Regions from separate parts of the Gossypium hirsutum genome. Here region 2 is linked to region 1. Evidence: chromatin contacts called from public Hi-C data. All regions are on one chromosome and are shown on one strand. Each heading gives the region's core, a stretch centred on a gene start, on an enhancer-like site or on the middle of the called end of the contact. The rest is flanking DNA. Distances are from core to core; before and after follow the strand shown. Region 1 holds the start of LOC107886322 (nudix hydrolase 18, mitochondrial). Region 2 holds the start of LOC107886276 (1-aminocyclopropane-1-carboxylate oxidase homolog 4).

What was found. Hi-C and Micro-C count contacts between places; a contact is called where the count stands out from the background.
Region 2: a Hi-C map of hypocotyl shows a contact between it and region 1, with 2.5 times the contacts expected there. The contact joins the promoter of LOC107886276 here to the promoter of LOC107886322 in region 1. A contact is called at or near these places in 4 of 34 Hi-C or Micro-C datasets (anther, fibers, hypocotyl and 1 more).

What each region holds. Positions count from the first base shown.
Region 1 is chrA03:86,411,685-86,417,525 of Gossypium_hirsutum_v2.1, reverse strand. LOC107886322 (nudix hydrolase 18, mitochondrial) reads right to left here and starts at 2,506. Exons shown (of 5, transcript XM_016810221.2): 1 at 1,734-2,506; 2 at 1,356-1,461; 3 at 1,166-1,249; 4 at 938-1,066; 5 at 354-836. The coding sequence starts at 1,807. The coding sequence ends at 681.
Region 2 is chrA03:86,652,567-86,658,407 of Gossypium_hirsutum_v2.1, reverse strand. LOC107886276 (1-aminocyclopropane-1-carboxylate oxidase homolog 4) reads left to right here and starts at 3,225. Exons shown (of 3, transcript XM_016810179.2): 1 at 3,225-3,857; 2 at 4,085-4,472. The coding sequence starts at 3,415.

The sequences.
Region 1 (5,841 bases), core at 1,257-3,756:
GAGAGATGACGTTTTGGCCTTGATGCCTTCTTAGTTTTGGAACTTCCGGAATGAAAGCGATTCTCTTTCAAAAGCCAAGCAATTCTGGGCATATTAAAACCAAACGTCACATAAATAAGATAAGGTTCCACTCAGCTAATTCTGAAATGAAAGCGATTTCTCTTTCAAAAGCCAAGCAATTGGGGACCTCACATGGTTAGAACATGCTGCCCCCAAGTGGTCCCTTAAATGCTTGATAATTATTGAACTTGTACCAGCCTTGAGATTTGTGCGATTTAATTAGTCCAGTTTTCTTCTTTTTGTACTAAAAAAGTTCAAAGATTAGTGCGATTAAATTATTGAACTTTCAAAGATGTTATAATTGGTAACTGATTTACATTCAAGTAGATTAAACTTCAAGGGCCAAATATACAACTTGATACAAAATCTCTTCATTTAGGGTTCTTTCCCCCTTTTTTTCCCACTAATTTCTCATATTAATTGCTTCCTAAGAAGCTGCAACTAGCAGTGCACCCAACATCCAAAAATTTACAGTTATTTTCCTAACATTTTACCCAGCTGTGAGTGACTGTATTTGGTAGCCAACATAATTGGCCATAACCATTGCTGGTTGCTGATCCTCCTTGGTTTTCAACAGAAGATTCAAATCTAAACAGCCTCAGAAAAATGCCCCCCATATTTTACAAACTACTAATCTTTGCCACTAAATCAGAGCAGATGTTTGGATAATTTTGTTCATTTTGCTGCTTCAATGAGTTGAGTCTTTCAACCAATATGTCTAAAGCTTCCTTCATCCACCAATGCTGGCACACATCCCTGGCTTCTTTAACATTCATCTGAACACAATCAAAGGAAAAAGCAAATCAATGAAATGAAACTCGGAAGTCATTTTTCAAGTGTTCAATGTAAGAAGTGAAGAACAGTAACAAAAGCTTACCCACGTCCTTTGTCTCAGATTTTGCTCAGGCCAGAAATCAAGTTCTTCTTTCACAAGCAAAGGGAACATATAACCTTCATAAAATGTGCCATGGCTTTTGCTTATGAAGTCCCACTTCCCCAGTTCACACTGTTTTAAAAGTATATATAAATATTAATAAGAATTTCAGTTCGAGAAACGTTGGGATTTTTAAACAATGATTAAGGAACAGTTGAATTAAATAGTAACCTCAACATTGCCTCGAACACCAGCTTCTTCAAGTGACTCTCTTAATGCAGCTTCTTCTCTAGATTCATCAAGCTCCCAACCACCCTGAGAATTAAAACCAAACAGCCCCACAATAATTATTAATGCAAGATTTGACAGAGCAAACAAGAGTTTTAATTAACTTTTTTGAAACATTACTGAATCTTTATACCTTGGGAAACATCATTTTTTGACATTTCTGGGAGGAGATCACAAGTACCTCCAAGTCATCAGTCATGGTTCCATCACTGCTAGATTTGTATCTATAGGGAATGCACCTGCAATCGTCGAAATTGAAGAAATGAGTTTTGCCATCATTCATCCCAAGAAAAAAGATTTTTTTTCTCTCTTTATACAATAAAATGGAAACAGTCCAAGGCTCCTAGCATGAAATTTCTGACCAAAAATGTCAGGCCCCAGTTCAGAAAAGAACAAAATTTTCAACAGGAGCCCAGAAAAATTAAAGATAAGGGAACAAATAAAATTTCTCAAGACGAAAAAAAAAAAAAGGATGAAGCAAATCAAACTCTCTTCATCATGAAAATCTCACCCAACAACTTGGCGTCGGCCTAGGTTATCGTATCGCTGCAAGTGCCTTCCAGTGCGAGAAACCATGCAAACCATCCTCAAACAAATTGAAAATAAACGATCGAACAAGAACCAAGAATACCCAGAACCAATAAATTGAAAGAAGAACTAAATAGAACAATTTATGGAAGCAAATAAGCTTAGCCCCTGACGAAATTAACCAGATATTATTATTTTTCTTTTGTAAATTATAGAAACAATCCCGGGAGATAGGCTTCTTCAGAGTATAAAGAAACTGATTATCGTAAAATTGGAGTATATTTTCAGGTAAAAAGGCAACAAAAAGAGAAAGATAATTGAGAGAGAAGCTGAAAATGTAAGGACATGGAATTGGGTATTTATAGAAAAAAGGGGAGAGAGAGAGAGTAAACAAAATTAATTAATTAAACACAAAGTTAGTGCATAATAGTAGTAGTAGATGATGATAATGATGTTTATGATTCGAAAAAAGGGTAGGTGTTGAGACGCGTCTCCTTCTATAAGCTTCGGTGCCGTTTCGTTAACGAGGGTTTAGAGTTTTATTAGTTTAATATTATTTTATTAGAAAAAAAAAAAGAGAGGGTTTTTATAAGGTGTTGTAGCCAACACGTACACGGTTGATCTGATGTAAAAAGGAATTGACTTTCTTTATCAAGCATCTCGCTCACGTGTGCGATCATTGGCTATGCATGTTGGCTGTTTTTCTTTGAGAAAAATGAAAAGAAGGAAAAAGGAAAAAGTGGAAAACGGCTGTGTATGCTTCTTATTTGGTCTTATCTGGGTTTTATGCCGCAGTTTAAGTGTATAGATAAGATTGTACATGTTGGCTTTTTTTATTTTCAATTTTGTATTTGTCATTAATAAAGTTAAATTTTGGGTTTAAAAAATTAAAATAATCTTATTTGTCATAATACAAATTATAATTATACAATTATATAATGTAGATTTTAAAAAATAATATTTATTATAGAAATGGTGAGCTAATACTTAAGTACGAATTTCTATAAGGAGGTACAAAATTTAAAATCAAACCATCTTATATAATATGTTAATTCAAGAAAGTATTTCGTAATATGATTATTAATAAAATTAATAAGAAAATAGATATTCTAATGCAATTTTATTTAATTACTCTAACATTCAATTTTTTTGTGTTATTCTCTCTTTAACATTTAACATATACTCATTGTGATCCATTGGAATAAATAATTTCATAAAAAATAGTATAAATCATTTATAATAAATGCTATGTAATTTAGTTAATTATTTAATAGCTCCAAATATATGAGAAACTATCTCGTCAATAAGATTTTCATATTATTTAAGCAATATAACATATAATTATATTTAAAAATAAAATGTATATCCTAAAATTATAAATTTTAAAAATAAAATTATGAACAAACATAATAGGATTGTTTTAATTACACTCAATTAAGTGATTACCAAAACTGCTATAGAAGAAATAATTATACCGACTTTCCAAATAAGCCTAGAGTTCAATTAATGAGTATTTATATGTATTTATTAAATAGTTATTAGAGGATTATATTTTTGGTTAACACATTACTTATAAATATTTCCAATATAATTTTTTTTATTAAAGTTCAATATTATTTAATTTTAAATAACGCTTTTTATATTTCTAATAATTTAAAACTAAGATTGACGGCTATAAAGTATATACATTAACAAGTTATAGCTATTTTCATTTAGGGAGCGGTTCTATGTCCGCAACATATAACATTACATGGATACTTTTATTGATAGAATTTATGGCTTTTCTCCATTTTTTTTCTTTCATTATGTACTTAATGTAAAATTTGTTTTTCATAATATAATTAATATAAACATATTTTTTCGTTAATAATTAATATAAAATTACTTCCCATTATAAAATATATTTTATTAAACTGTATTTTTTATTGACTTTAATAGAAAATATTAAATTTAATCATTAAGGGTTGAATTTATGATCACATCATATGTTATAAAAATATGATGTAAAAGGATAATTATAAAAGAAAAAAATCTGAAAGGATGAGTGATGGGTTTAAAAATTAAGTTAGTTTGTATAAATGGATAAGTATGTATATTATCATGCATATGAAATAACTTTCAATTTTAAAGTCGACCAAAAAAAACTTTTAATTTTAAAGAAAACAACTAAAACATTTAAAATTTTATATCTCTGTGTGTTATAATTGAATAAAGTTATTTTTGATATTTCCAACTGAGTTAATATTTAGTTTATTCAGATTTATTTAAGTATAGAGCATATATTATGTTGTTATCTTAATTTCCTTTTTAACTTAATTTTAACAATTTCTTTCTTTTAATATATTTAATTTAATTTTCCATTTAAGTGAATTTTCTTTGCTCATTGTAGCACGTCTTGCTTTTTTCTTCTTGTCTTTTGTTTTTTATTCTTTTGTCTGGACCTCTCAGGGTACTTTTCTAAGAAAGTAGGAATTGGATATCTATTGTGTGAGAGTTTCTGCCATGGAGGAAGAGATGACAGGGCTAAATTTTAAGGATAGGGAAGAAGAAGATGCATTGTTATTGTCGATTGATCTGAGGCTAGTTTCTAGCAGAAGCATTGTTCATTTTCAGGCAATGAAAAATGCAATGGCAAATTTGTGGCATTCGTTAGGTGAGGTTCAGATCTCAAATCTGGGTGTGAAGAGATTCTTATTTAAGTTTTTCCATGAAATGGATGTTGATCAGGTGGTCAAGGATCTCCTCGGGCATTTAACAACCATCATTTGATAATTCACTGTTTGGAGAATGGCGAAGATCCACTACAGGTCCCTCTAGTTTTTTGAACTTTTTGGGTGCAAATCCATGATTTACATCAGGGCATCTTTTCGGAGACAGTGGCGATGCAATTGCAAAATTTTATTGGGAGATTTATGGAATATGATTCTAAGCAAATAAATCGAGGATTGAAGAATTATCTTAGGATTCAAGTAGAGCTTGATGTAAGGAAGCCACTAAAGACAAGGAAGAAGATTGTGCTCCCATCATCGAAATTCACTTATGTGAGTTTTCGGTATGAGAAACTTACTCTTTTCTATTTCTTATGTGGCTATTTGAGCCACAATGATAAGTTTTGTCCAATTTGATTGCATTAGAGAGGAGATGTTACGGATTTTGGATGGGATTTGTCCTTGTAAGCGCAGATGAGGAGAGCCACAACCGTGAGTAGTGTATGGCTACGTGAGGAAGGGGATGGCATTTCTAAGGAAAGAAATTGGAGCGTGCATGGATCGAAGAGTAATAAAAGGAATGATTTTAGGAGTGATACATAGAGCAATATTAATTCGATGTTGGGTTTCAACTTGGAAGGACATCTAGATCATGATACGGGGAATCAATCTAGATTTTTTGATGGACTGAGGCGCAATAGTATGGAACATGATTTTGAAGAAGATCCAATTAGGAACGTAGAAGGGAAGAAAAAGCCTAGAACAAAGTTAGTGGTCCCTAATGTTTCAGAAGTGACTAATTCAATAGGAGCCCCGGTTGAGCAACAAAATGCTCATTCTAACCATTTATTGGCAGCTGCCAAGGGGCATGCCAGCTAAGTGCCATGAAAATTGTATGTTGGAATGTCCGCGGATTTGGGAGTATTCGAGCTATTTGACGACTCCAATTTATGATGAAGGCTATTTATCCCCAAATTGTTTTCTTAATGGAGACAAAATTGGATGGAAGGAGAATGAAGAAAGTTCGTCAAAAATGTGGTTTCAATAATGGGATGGATGTGAGTGCAGATGGTTCTAAGAGAACTTAATTTGGCATGAAATGGAAATGACTTGGTTAATATTTGTTGTTTCTGTAATAGACTAAATTTTCAGTGGTGTCGGAACAGTGATTCGAGATCACTAAATCCGAAAAATGAGTAGAAAATATTAATAATTTAGTGAATATAAGTTAAGTGTGAAGTTAGAAAAATTTTTTAAATAGCGAATAGTGTACTAGAAATAAAAATTAAATTAGAATCAGAAACGAGATATCGAGAGTTTGAAAATTTTTAAAAGGAGCCATAAATATTATTATAAATATTTATGGAGTGTTAATAAGTTAGT
Region 2 (5,841 bases), core at 1,976-4,475, 240 kb before region 1:
AAATGTAACATCCCAAACCCGGCCTAAAAGTCTAGACAAAATTCAGAATGCTACATTGATCACCGAAGTGATCGTGTGAAAATTTTACAATTCAAGTCATTCAAATTTTTATTTCTGAAAACGTTTATTCTGATGCAAATAAAAAACGTTTAACCATTTAAAGTTCTGTTTGAAAAGTTCCAGTCTAAAATGTACGAATAAAACATTTAACGAAAGTTGTACCACAGTATTATAAAAACCTTACAGTTCACAAATTTATCAAATAGTAAAGTCGTACAGAAATTAAAAACTAATACTCCATACTATTGAAACTGTTCGAAACCTCCGAGTACTGAGTCCATCAAAAGAATCTAGAATTGTACCTAAAAGGAAAATAGAAGAAGGGGTGAGCTACTCTAGCTCAATGTGAGATCAAACCACTTAACTAGGAAAATGGAAACAAAAAGCCTGGAAGCAGCTCAGATTCAGATGCGAAGCAGAACAAACTTACAGAACTATTGAAAACCGGTTGATATATGCAGAGCAACTTACCGACAGATGACAGTTGAGCATATTCGCCCAAAACCAACATACCATGGGTACTTTTCAGTCACATGGGACAATCAGACACACCCAATCTCGCGTGCCATTCAGATACAGTAGCAATAATTCACAAGTCAGTCACACAGTCACAATAACAGTTTAGTCAAACAGTTGTAGAGAGAATCTACCAAATTCACATAGGCACAAGTGCCTTTCAGTTGATCAGTAATGTATTCAGTCACAGTATCACATTCAGTCACGACATCAGGAATTCTCAACCATTCACAAGTTTCAATTCAATCAACATATCAACCAGATGCATATAAGTGCAAATGAGTTATAAATTAACCCACCCATCCAGCCAACACACCATCTCCGTCCAAACACAATCTCCGTCCAACCCTACACTCCCTGTGGGGATTTAATCAACCCACCCATCGCTACACTCTAAGTAGGACCTCGAAAAGCCCATCCAACCCTGCACTCTATATGATGTCATCCCGGATTACCTGGCAACGATGATCATCAGCATTGTCAACGATCCTCAGTGTATTGAGGACTGCCCTCAGCCCTCTGGGAATTCGGGCTAACAGTATGCAAATAAACTGTCAGTTACATAAATTACACAGCAAAGCTAGTGTATCGGCTGTATAGTGCAATGCGGCGAACTGCGGTACAGACATGCAGTATGAGCTGCCAACTCAGATAATGGTACGTGCAGAGCTAACGTACATGCGGTACAGTGCAATGCGGTAATCCGCTATACCGATAGATTACAGTAAAATTGCCAGTTCAGTCACTTTCAATCTCTCTTCTCTTTAAAATCCCACCCAAAATAGTTTATGCATTTGTATATATGTATGTATGCAGTAAGATGCATACAATCAAAACACAATTACAGACAGTCATTCAGAAGCAGTCACTCACATCCAGTCAATCAGTTACAGAAAAGCGTACACTCGTTACTCAGATTCAGTGTCAGACACGCCCAATTACAAGTAACGCATAAACCGAATTCAGAACAGAGTCACAATTACCCTTACTAAAGCTTAGCTAAGGGTTGAAACACACTTAGGGTCATGATTGCACTTAAATTGACCTAAAATTAAAACTTGGCGAGATAGGGCCACACGCCCGTGTGGAGCAACCCAGGTCATGTAGGAGTCCAAGTGCCCTTGTAAAGGGTAGTACACGACTGTGTGACTGAGGCACATGCCCGTGTGAAGCAGAGACACAACCGTGTGAACATGCCGTGTAACTTTTTGTCTAAAATCACTAAAATAAAGTGTAGGGGAGACACGATTGTATGAGGGTCTCACATGCCGGTGTGGAATTCCTAAATCCCCAAATCAACCACAGGACCGTGTGACTCCAAAACTCAAATCCCAAATTCCCAAACTCATATGCCCATGTGCCTAAGGGACACGATCGTCTGAATTCTGACAAAATCCCCAAATCGGCCACACAGCCATGTGGCACCCAAAATTGACTGGAAACCCTAATTCCCAAATCCACACAGCTGTGTGCCTTGGCACACGCCTGTTTGGTTGTCGAAGAGGTCACAAAACCACAAAAAAAAACAGCTCGAAACCACCATCTAAGCCACCGAAATCATCCCTAATCTTTGCCCTATCAAGAATATATCAGAAAATGGTAGTTTCTCCTCACTTCCAATGTCTAGAACCTAAGATCTTCGGGTTAACACAAAAACAAAAATATGTCGAAACATAAATTTTGCGAAAACGATACTGTAAAGACAAGGTTTCTAATCCTACACCTGTTTCGATGACGAAACAATCGGAGACGATGATAGAGGAGCGGAATTCCAGAAACCAAAAAGCAAAAACCATTCTTTGAGTACTTTTTTCAAAAGCGAAAAGAATAAAAACTAAAGAGAAAAGTAGAATAGAAAACACGTCCAGAAAATAAAGAAAGTAAAAAAAATAGAAATAAAAGTAATAATAATAAAATTAATAACAATAACTAAAAATATATTAAATTAAAACAAATAATTATACACTTTTAAATTAAAACATCAACAAAATAAAATAATATCCTCCCAAATGTGCACACAAGGACTTAAACCCAAAACCTAAAAGTTCATTATCACTCACTTAACCACTAGACCAACAGGCTCATTCTGACACTAAATTGCACAGCTAAACAAATATGTGCAACCTCCTCACTGTCCCTACACTCAAAACCCAAAACTTCTAGGCCTAGAATTCGGGGTGTTACATAAATTATTATAAAACCAAAGTCACATATATCAACTAAGATAAAACCCAAAATTTACATATAATGTTGTTTTGTAGTTTTCAAATTTGAAATTGAGTAAGTTGATTTCTTTGAAAAAATTAGAATAATTTAATTTATATGAATTTTAAAAGTGAATAATTAATAACAATGTTAATGTTTTTTTACTAATTATACATAGTTTTGATTGGTATAACAATAAATTTAGTACATAATGTTTATATACTTTGTCAATTTAGTTTTAATTATAAAAATTTTAACAAATTTAATCTCAACATTTACATAGATTAAATTTATTAAATAGAGACCACATTAATAAAATATTTAAAATTTGAGAGCTAAATTTATTATTATATCAATAAAATTAGATATGTTATTTTAAATTTTTAAGAACAACCAATAATTGAATTATAATTTTAAATATTAAAACTGGAGATTAATTATCCGTAGTGTAGTCCTAATATAGTTAGTGTGACCCAGGATGGAAAGTTTGAAAGAAAAGACAAGGTACGTGGGGCAATCAAGTACAATAGCGTAGAGATGTATCTTGCTAATTGCTATATTATAAACTTAATTCTTTAAGTTACAAATCTTCCTTCCCACAGCTTCACTTCAGTTGTTAGCAGAAGAAAAAGAATGGCGACAACCGTGGATTCCGGAAACCAGTACGATAGAGCCGAAGAAGTAAAAAGATTCGATGACTCAAAAATTGGAGTAAAAGGGCTAGTCGATTCTGGTCTCACCACTATCCCTCGCATCTTCCTTCACCCACCCGAAACTTTATCCGACCTCAAACCCAAACCCAAACCCAAGTCGGTTGCCATACCCACCATCGACCTCTCGGGGCCCCGTTCGACGGTCGTGGAGCAAGTAGCTGCTGCATCTCGATCCTTTGGGTTCTTTCAGATTGTAAACCATGGAATTCCCGTCCAGGTTCTTGACCGTATGATCGCTTCCATCAGAGCCTTCCATGAGCTGCCCACCGACGTCAAGGCCAGATTCTACCGCCGTGACGCCGGAACCGGTGTATCCTTCATTTCCAACGTTGATTTGTTCCACTCTAAAGCCGCTAGCTGGAGGTATCTTATCCATTTGTGTTTTATGGAATTGGGTTATCTTTTCCTCCCAATTTTGATTGATATATTCGTATCAATAGTAGATAATAGGTTTCGACTTTGATTGAAAAATAGGTTTTTTTAGAAGAGATTCAAGCAAAATTAAAGAGCAAAACAAACCCAATTTTTACCAAAATAATTATGGATAGGATTCACACATTGAAAATTGAAAATTTTGGGTGAAATGATAGGGATACACTCCAGATAAGACTAGGACCAACTCTTCCGGAGCTTGAGCACATTCCGGAGGTTTGTAGAGACGAAGTGGTTCAATGGAACTTACATTCGACAACATTAGGAGAGCAGCTGATGGGGTTGTTGTCGGAAGGGCTGGGATTGGATAAGGATACCATCAAGAATACTACATGTTTGGATGCAAGAGTAATGGTTGGGCACTACTATCCATGCTGCCCCCAGCCTGATCTGACAGTGGGCATCGCATCACATACAGATCCAGGAGTGTTAACGTTGTTGCAGCAGGATCACACCGGTGGGCTGCAGATTAAGCATGAAGGGGAGTGGGTGGATGTCAAGCCTGTTCATGGAGCTCTTGTTATAAACATTGCAGATATTCTTCAGGTAAGGTCTTTTAGAGGCTGAAAGCCTAATTTACAACATTAGAGAATAAATTTTACATTATTGAAGTTCCATTGGATAAAATGGTAGCAGTTAGTTCTGCTTTCAACTTGGAGAATTGATGTTTCTTACCCTCCCAACATCTGATTGAAGCATTGCCCTTTCAAAGTTTAATAAATTGAAAACTTTTAATTTTTATTACTTTTTAATAAAAAAATTGTAAAAAATATTAAAACCCAAAAAAATAATGAAAATTTATAAAAATTCAACAAATCAATAAAAATATTAAAAATTATATTTTAACATAAAATATAGAACCATTCTTTTTTGTGATTCTATTTAATTTAGGTTTCGTTTGTTTCACTGAAAATTATTTCTTGAAAATGATTTATAGAAAATGATTTATTTTTCTGAAAAAATTAATATTTTCTAGTGTTTGGAGGAATCTACGAAAAATATTTTCTATTGTTTGGTAGATTTCTTAGAAATATTTTATAAAAGTTGTTTTCAATTAAACAAATATACATTTGAGATTTTCTTATTTTTTCATTGTTTAATTGAATTTATTTTTATTTATAATTTTATATTTTACATTGTTTTTTCATATATTAAAAATATTATGTTAAATTCAGATTCATTTTTTAATTACATGACTACTAAGTGAGTATTTTTTATTTAAAAATGTAACATCAACAAAATTGAAAAAAAATAACGATGTCTACAATTGGACTTGATTTTCAAATTTGAAAAGTAAAGGAACTAAATTCTTGAAAATAAAAGTACAAAGACTAAATTACAAATTTATAAAGTATATATAGACTTATGACATATTTTAACCTTTATACTACAAAACATTTATTATTAATATATTTATAATTGTAATAAATATTTATTATAAAATATTAATATTGAATATTTTCAATAATATGTGAATAATATTATTTAAAATTATTATTTTTAAAATTTATTATTAAAATAAAATTAAAATATTATTAATAAATTATATTTATTATATTAATAATTTATTATAAGACTAAATATAAATAATTAAATATGTATGTTTAATAATATTAAAAATATAAAATTTTAAATATTTTAAAAAATAAAAAAAATTATTATCAATATAATAATATTAAACTTATTTTACCTTAACTTGTAAGTCATTTTCCGTTAACTAAACTATTTTCTGTGAAACCAACACATGAAAATACAGAAAATATTTTCCGTAAAACTTTTTACATGTAAACAAACGGACCCTTAATATTGTGGTTGAGCTGAGTTTGATCTTTATATTTTCTACTACAATATTTGCAGAAGAATGGTTTGTGATAAATTTTAAATGCATCTATCCCTAGGGCAATCAGCCTGTAAG